Linked DNA regions of Mus musculus: region 2 is linked to region 1. Evidence: chromatin contacts called from public HiChIP or PLAC-seq data. All regions are on one chromosome and are shown on one strand. The core of a region is the stretch at or near the end of the contact, and the rest is flanking DNA. Distances in the headings are between cores, read along the strand shown. Region 1 has its middle 28 kb from the start of Slc28a3. Region 2 holds the start of Agtpbp1 (ATP/GTP binding protein 1).

Region 1 (2,700 bases), core at 198-2,697:
TCCTGATTGTCTTCTTTCCTCCTTACAGTCAAGAGTCAGAGGGAGAAGCCGGGCTCTTGGGGACTGCATACTATGTGAAAGCCCAGGAGGGAAAAGCAAAATTGTATCAACAGGGCAAGCATGCTCAGAAAGGGCGTGAGGCCCCAGAGCCCAAGCAAGTAACCTGCACTGTGGACAGCTGGGGGGATTAATCATAGCCACCTGAATGAGGCTCTGATCTTTTGCAGGTAGCTCCCCAAGGGCAGTTATGAATACAGTCACAAATAACAAACTTACTTTAAATGTTAATGAGATTTTATTTATTTATTTATTTATTTATTTATTTATTTATTATAACTTGATTGTGTGGTTCTCAAGTGTGAATTTCTCAATGATAATGCTATGTGGTTATGCAGTCTCAGAGACAAGACCAGCCACCCAGCCAGGAGTGGTGGTGCACACTTTTAATTCCAATACTCTGGAGGCAGATGTAGGAGGATCTTTGTGAATACCAGATCAGCCAGAGATACACAGGGAGAAGAACATGTCTCCAAAGGAGAAAAAAAGTGTATATATAAAAAGTATATATCTTTAGGATACATATGTGTGTGTGTATATATATATATTTTTTTCTTTAAATGAATTTTGTGTGCCCCTGAGCCACATTCCCAAGATACACATGATGTATATGCAAACATTCTAAACGCAGAAAGGAAGAAAGAAAGAAAGAAAGAAAGAAAGAAAGAAAGGAAGGAAGGAAGAAAGAAAGGAAGAAAAGCATGCTGGTCCCAAAAACTTCAGATAAAGGTTACTCCACCCTCTGGAGTCTGGGTGGAGATCTCTAAGCTCATGTCTCCCCAGTCCTGGGCAGGATAAAGATGGCTGTGTGTGGTTTCCTTAGACTGAGCTGTGGTACCCAAGCTGACTGGAAACTGGAAATAGAGGCTTGTCACCATCTACCTATTGCTCATGCTCACATTTCTCCAGGCTTGTCTCAAAGATGTCTTTTTATGTTTTGTTTTATGTCTAGACTTTGATGTCATTTCCTGATTTCTCCCAATGCAGGCAGCTGCAGAAGTGTCCTGATGGGATTGGGCATTTAAACATAGCAGGAGACAGGTTTCTCTCTTTTTAAAGCACCAAACAAATACCAAGCCTGAGAAGCAGAACAATAGAAATCCTTATAGATCTTGAGCTGGAGAGTCCTGAAGGATACTTAGTTACTGTTTCCAGTAATGAACAAGACAATTATACCGTTTCCGCAGACTCTGCTGTGGTCCCCTAGGGAGGCTGCAGATTGAGACTAAATGTTCATTAGTTCTCTGGTGCTTGGGCTTAGGCCAGGGTCCTCCAGCAATGAAAAGCAGAAAGGAGTTCTTGTGGACCCAGTTCCACTACTGTCTCTGCAGCCCTATTCACTGTGTCCATGTCGTGGGCTGCTCATGGATGCTCCAGCAGATGGCGCATACTTATGAACAGTCCAATTTTCTTCCTAATGGGCTCATGCCAGCTCTGCTTGCTGACACGGCACACAATTTAACAGAGCATTAGAGATGGAGTTATTGGACTGGTGAGATTGCCACCTGGCCTGATGACCTGAATTCTACCCCTGAGACGCACATGATAGAATAAAAGCACTGACCCTGACAGTTGTCCCTTGACCTCCACAGATGTGCCACGTCATCCACGCACACACTCACACGCTCATGTGTGTGTGCACATACACACTCATAACAAATTAATGTAAAAATGAATGGTGCCACATTCACTATTTTTAGAAAGGATTTATTTTTATTTTATGTGTATGAATGCTTTGCCTGCCTGTATCTGTAGCTCATGCATGCAGTACCCATGTATACCAGAAAAGGGCATCAGATACAACCCTGAAGTTGCAGATGGTTGCCTGCCAGCTGCGGCGTGGGTGCTCAGAACCCTGTAGGAGCAGTCAGCGTCTCAGATTATAGAGTTGATGTCTTTCCCCCTTTGTTGCTTCTCTGTAGCAGGGGAGGGTTCACAAGCACGGAGTCCATCATTTGGGTGACGTCTAGATTGAAGGTCAAATTGTAAAAAGCCAGGCATTAGCAGTGCGCAGGTAGGCTCCTTCTAGAATGAAGTTCAAAGGTGCTTTCGATTAGAAAGTACAGTGCCTGGGGCTGGCGAGATGGCTTAGCAAGTAAGAGCACTGACTGCTCTTCCAAAGGTTCCGAGTTCAAATCCCAGCAGCCACGTGGGGGCTCACAACTATGGTCCATCAGTTGTAATTTCTGAAACTGCTGATAATTCTGGGGGGGGGGTCTTCGTTGAAATGTGCGTATAGGGTGTGTGAATGTATATTGGGGTATATGGCACATTTATGTGCTTTTTCTTTCTTCTCCCTTCCTTCCTTCCTTCCTTCCTTCCTTCCTTCCTTCCTTCCTTCCTTCCTTCCTTCCTTCCTTCCTTGTTTATTTATTATATGGAAGTATACTGTAGCTGTCTTCAGATACCCCAGAAGAGGGCGTTAGATCTCATTACAGATGGTCGTGAGTCACAATGCCGGTGCTGGGATTTGAACTCAGGACCTCTGAAAGAGCAGCCAGTGCTCTTAACCACTGAGCCATCTCTCCAGCCCTGGTTCCTTTCTTTATAGATCTGTGAACGTTTTGAGATGTTTTAAACATAAAGGAGAGGTTTTAAAAACTTGCAGTCTGCATGCCTCCTCTCTCCAGTTTAGTGTTCTCT
Region 2 (2,844 bases), core at 252-2,751, 920 kb after region 1:
CTTCCATCACCTGCACCACAAGGTCGAAAAGAGAACCAAAACTCAAAAGTGCTCTGATCTATACACACATGTAAAAGAAATAAGGGGTAACCCTTGAGCCAAATCAATTGGAAAACCTTTATTTAAAAATTGCTACCACTGGGCTGGAGAGATGGCTCAATGATTAAGGGCCGTTCTTTCGGAGAACCTGGGTGGGTCTGATTCCAAGCATCCACATGGTGGCTCACAACCATATGTAACTCCAATTCCAGTGAATCTGACACATTCTTCTGACCTCCTCAGGTACACACATGGTGCACACACACATGCACACACAGGCACACACACATATGTATATATACATATGCATATGCGTATAAATCTTAAGAAACTAAAAATACCACAGAAGGTTAAATTACGTTAATATATTTGACATTTATGTCATGTTGGTCAAACACATAAGGGGTCTGTTTCAGAGTCCAACAGAGATTACAATTTTAAACACTGATCCATCAATTCAAGGCAAAACTCTATGGTCATTCAAAATGACAGTGTAACTCCATTGTAGAATGTGACTCGGGAGAACGAGAAACCAAGCAAACCAGGAGAAACTCGGGTGGACTAAGGCATCGCCAAAGTGCGGCCCATTAGAGGGATCTGATTACAGATCTCCAGGACTTTGGTTTTGACATCTGGCCTGTTTTAAAATCCGTACCGTTCAAAGTGCCTTAAATAAATCATTTCTTCTGCAGCCAACGAAACCAGAAACATTTCCAAAACACAATTACAAAAATAACTTCCTCTCTCAGGGAAGCAAGGAGAACTGTGAGAATAAGTCAGAAGCTGGCCAAGGAAGAGCGAGCGCTCGGGAGAGCCACTCGACTCTGTGGACTGCGAACTGCCGGGTACCTGATGGGCACCGTTACCATTCCGAACACCTGGAGAGGGCTTGCCACAGACAGCCTGCCATGCCAGCGGGATCGCCGTCGTTACCTCACACGCCGTGCGAGACCTGCATCATCCACGGACCAGCATACACAGTCAACGTCCACCCCGACCACCCGGGGAGGTGTTGAAACTGCCGTCCACGGCGCTAAACTGTCAGGGAGCAGCCAATCAAAGGGTCCCGGGGCGCGGCAGGGCGGAGGCCAGGGAGTGGCGGGCAGCGGAGCGCGGAGGAGAGTGCACGGGGCGACGACCGCCCCGGCTCGCTCGACTGCCCGCCTCGCCGCCTGGCAGCGCGCTTCGCCTCCGCCAAGTGAACCGAGGAGCCGCCGGGAGCCGGCGAGCGGGACGCGCGGGCGGCGGGGACGCTCACCGGCTCGGCTTGGGCGCTGCGCTCGGCCTCCGCGCCCGGGACTCCCGGGGCGCACGGCGGTTCCTCGCCGCCCGCCGCCCTTCTCCCGCCGTCCGCCGCCCGCGGCCCGCCGTTTTCATACAAACCCGGGTGGCAGGAGAGGCGGAGGCGGCGAAGACGGCCGCGGAACATGCCCGCATCCCGGGCAACGTCAGCGCGGCGCCCCGCCCAACTCACGGCTCCGAGGGCCGGCTCGCGTGCGCCCGGTAGGGCGCGTGCGCGTGGGGGAAGGGCGCTTCCAGGGAAGGGCGGGACGTCGGGGGGGGGGGGGGCCCGCGGGGCGCGTGCCCGCCGGCGGGGGCGGCACGCCTGGAGGGAAGACAAGCTGCGCGTGCGCAAGGTCGGGTGGGTACCAAGAGGCGGGGCGGGGCGAGGAGGGGCGGGGCGGGGCGGGCGGGGCAGGGTGGGGCGGAGTAGGGAAAGGACTCCACTCTGGCGTGGGCAACCGGCGGTGCGCGCCCTTACCTTTGGGTTCCTGTGGGTCGTGGGCCAGTGTAAACGTGTTAGCCCGCTAGCAGATCGACACGTTCATCAAATCGCCTTCTTTTTTCCTTCCCAACCGGGGGCGTAGCTCCCAAATCCCATCAAACCTTGGGAAACAGTGAGGCTAGTCCTTCCTGACCCCAAGTTGACCCAGAACAGGCTGTGAAGGCTGTGGCGCATGGCCCATTTATCCAGGTAAATGAGATTATCTGATGGTACTGCGAACAAAATGTCATGCCCATTCATTTCAAAACGATGTTATGGAAAACCTTGGTGCAGAAGCTAAAGGCAAAAAACAGTGGGGGAGAAGTAGGGAGCATGCTTGTGTTTTGACTGTGTTTAAATACTCTGAGATACATTGTTAATAAAGACATCATTTGCCTTTTTAAGGAGCATCGACCATGCTCCCTGTTTATGGTGGTTGGTAAGGGATGTAAAATTATCACAGCATGATAGGGGACTAAACTGAGCCCTGTGGGGTTTTTATTTTGTTCTTATGTTTCGTTCAAGCAGGTTTGTGGAGGTAATTCAAAAAACGTATTCAAGGTGTGAAACAGTGCTTCATGCTACTTGCTCTTGGCAGATGTCTTTACTGAGAGGAACAAAAGACTGCCATTTTATAAATGTTGGTTTTCCCCATACCTATAACACATGTGCACATAATGATAGATTCAAGTATTTAAAATACCTTTAAACCACTCTCCACCACAAACTCCCCAAAATGAAAACGATTGTCTAAGAACATTTAGTAGTTCAAAATTCATGAGACATTATTCAAAGAACGTGTTTCTAAATCAACTTGCAATCTAGAAATACATATAAATTGAATTCCTCTTTAGCAAAGTATGGTTAATGGTCAGAACAAAGGCTCAGAAGATTGGCCCATACAGCCGGGTAACCCACAGCGTCATTGGCTTTGAAGTTATTGCAAACACACAACTTGCAGATGAATGGCACCTTTAGCAAGTGTGAGAACCTTCTCACCTGGAGAAGGATTGGGCTCCAGCTCTTATCAGACCCATGGG

Evidence for each region. HiChIP or PLAC-seq counts read pairs in DNA pulled down with a chosen protein or histone mark.
Region 2: an H3K27ac HiChIP or PLAC-seq map of VIP interneurons shows a contact between it and region 1, with 6 times the contacts expected there. The contact joins the promoter of Agtpbp1 here to the enhancer-like site in region 1. A contact is called at or near these places in 8 of 115 datasets of contacts at active chromatin or transcription factors (VIP interneurons, differentiating embryonic stem cells, embryonic forebrain and 5 more).

Annotation. Positions count from the first base shown.
Region 1 is chr13:58,637,709-58,640,408 of GRCm38.p6, forward strand. No RefSeq gene overlaps it. Among named protein-coding and RNA genes, the nearest start is that of Slc28a3, 28 kb to the left of the region's middle. Within about 2 kb of position 1,448, at least 13 of the 459 cell types and tissues checked have an H3K27ac peak or open chromatin away from gene starts, as enhancers often do. A contact at or near this core is called in VIP interneurons, where this site is marked.
Region 2 is chr13:59,555,801-59,558,644 of GRCm38.p6, forward strand. It overlaps Agtpbp1 (ATP/GTP binding protein 1), which reads right to left and starts at 1,502. Exons shown (of 26, transcript NM_001377097.1): 1 at 1,298-1,502.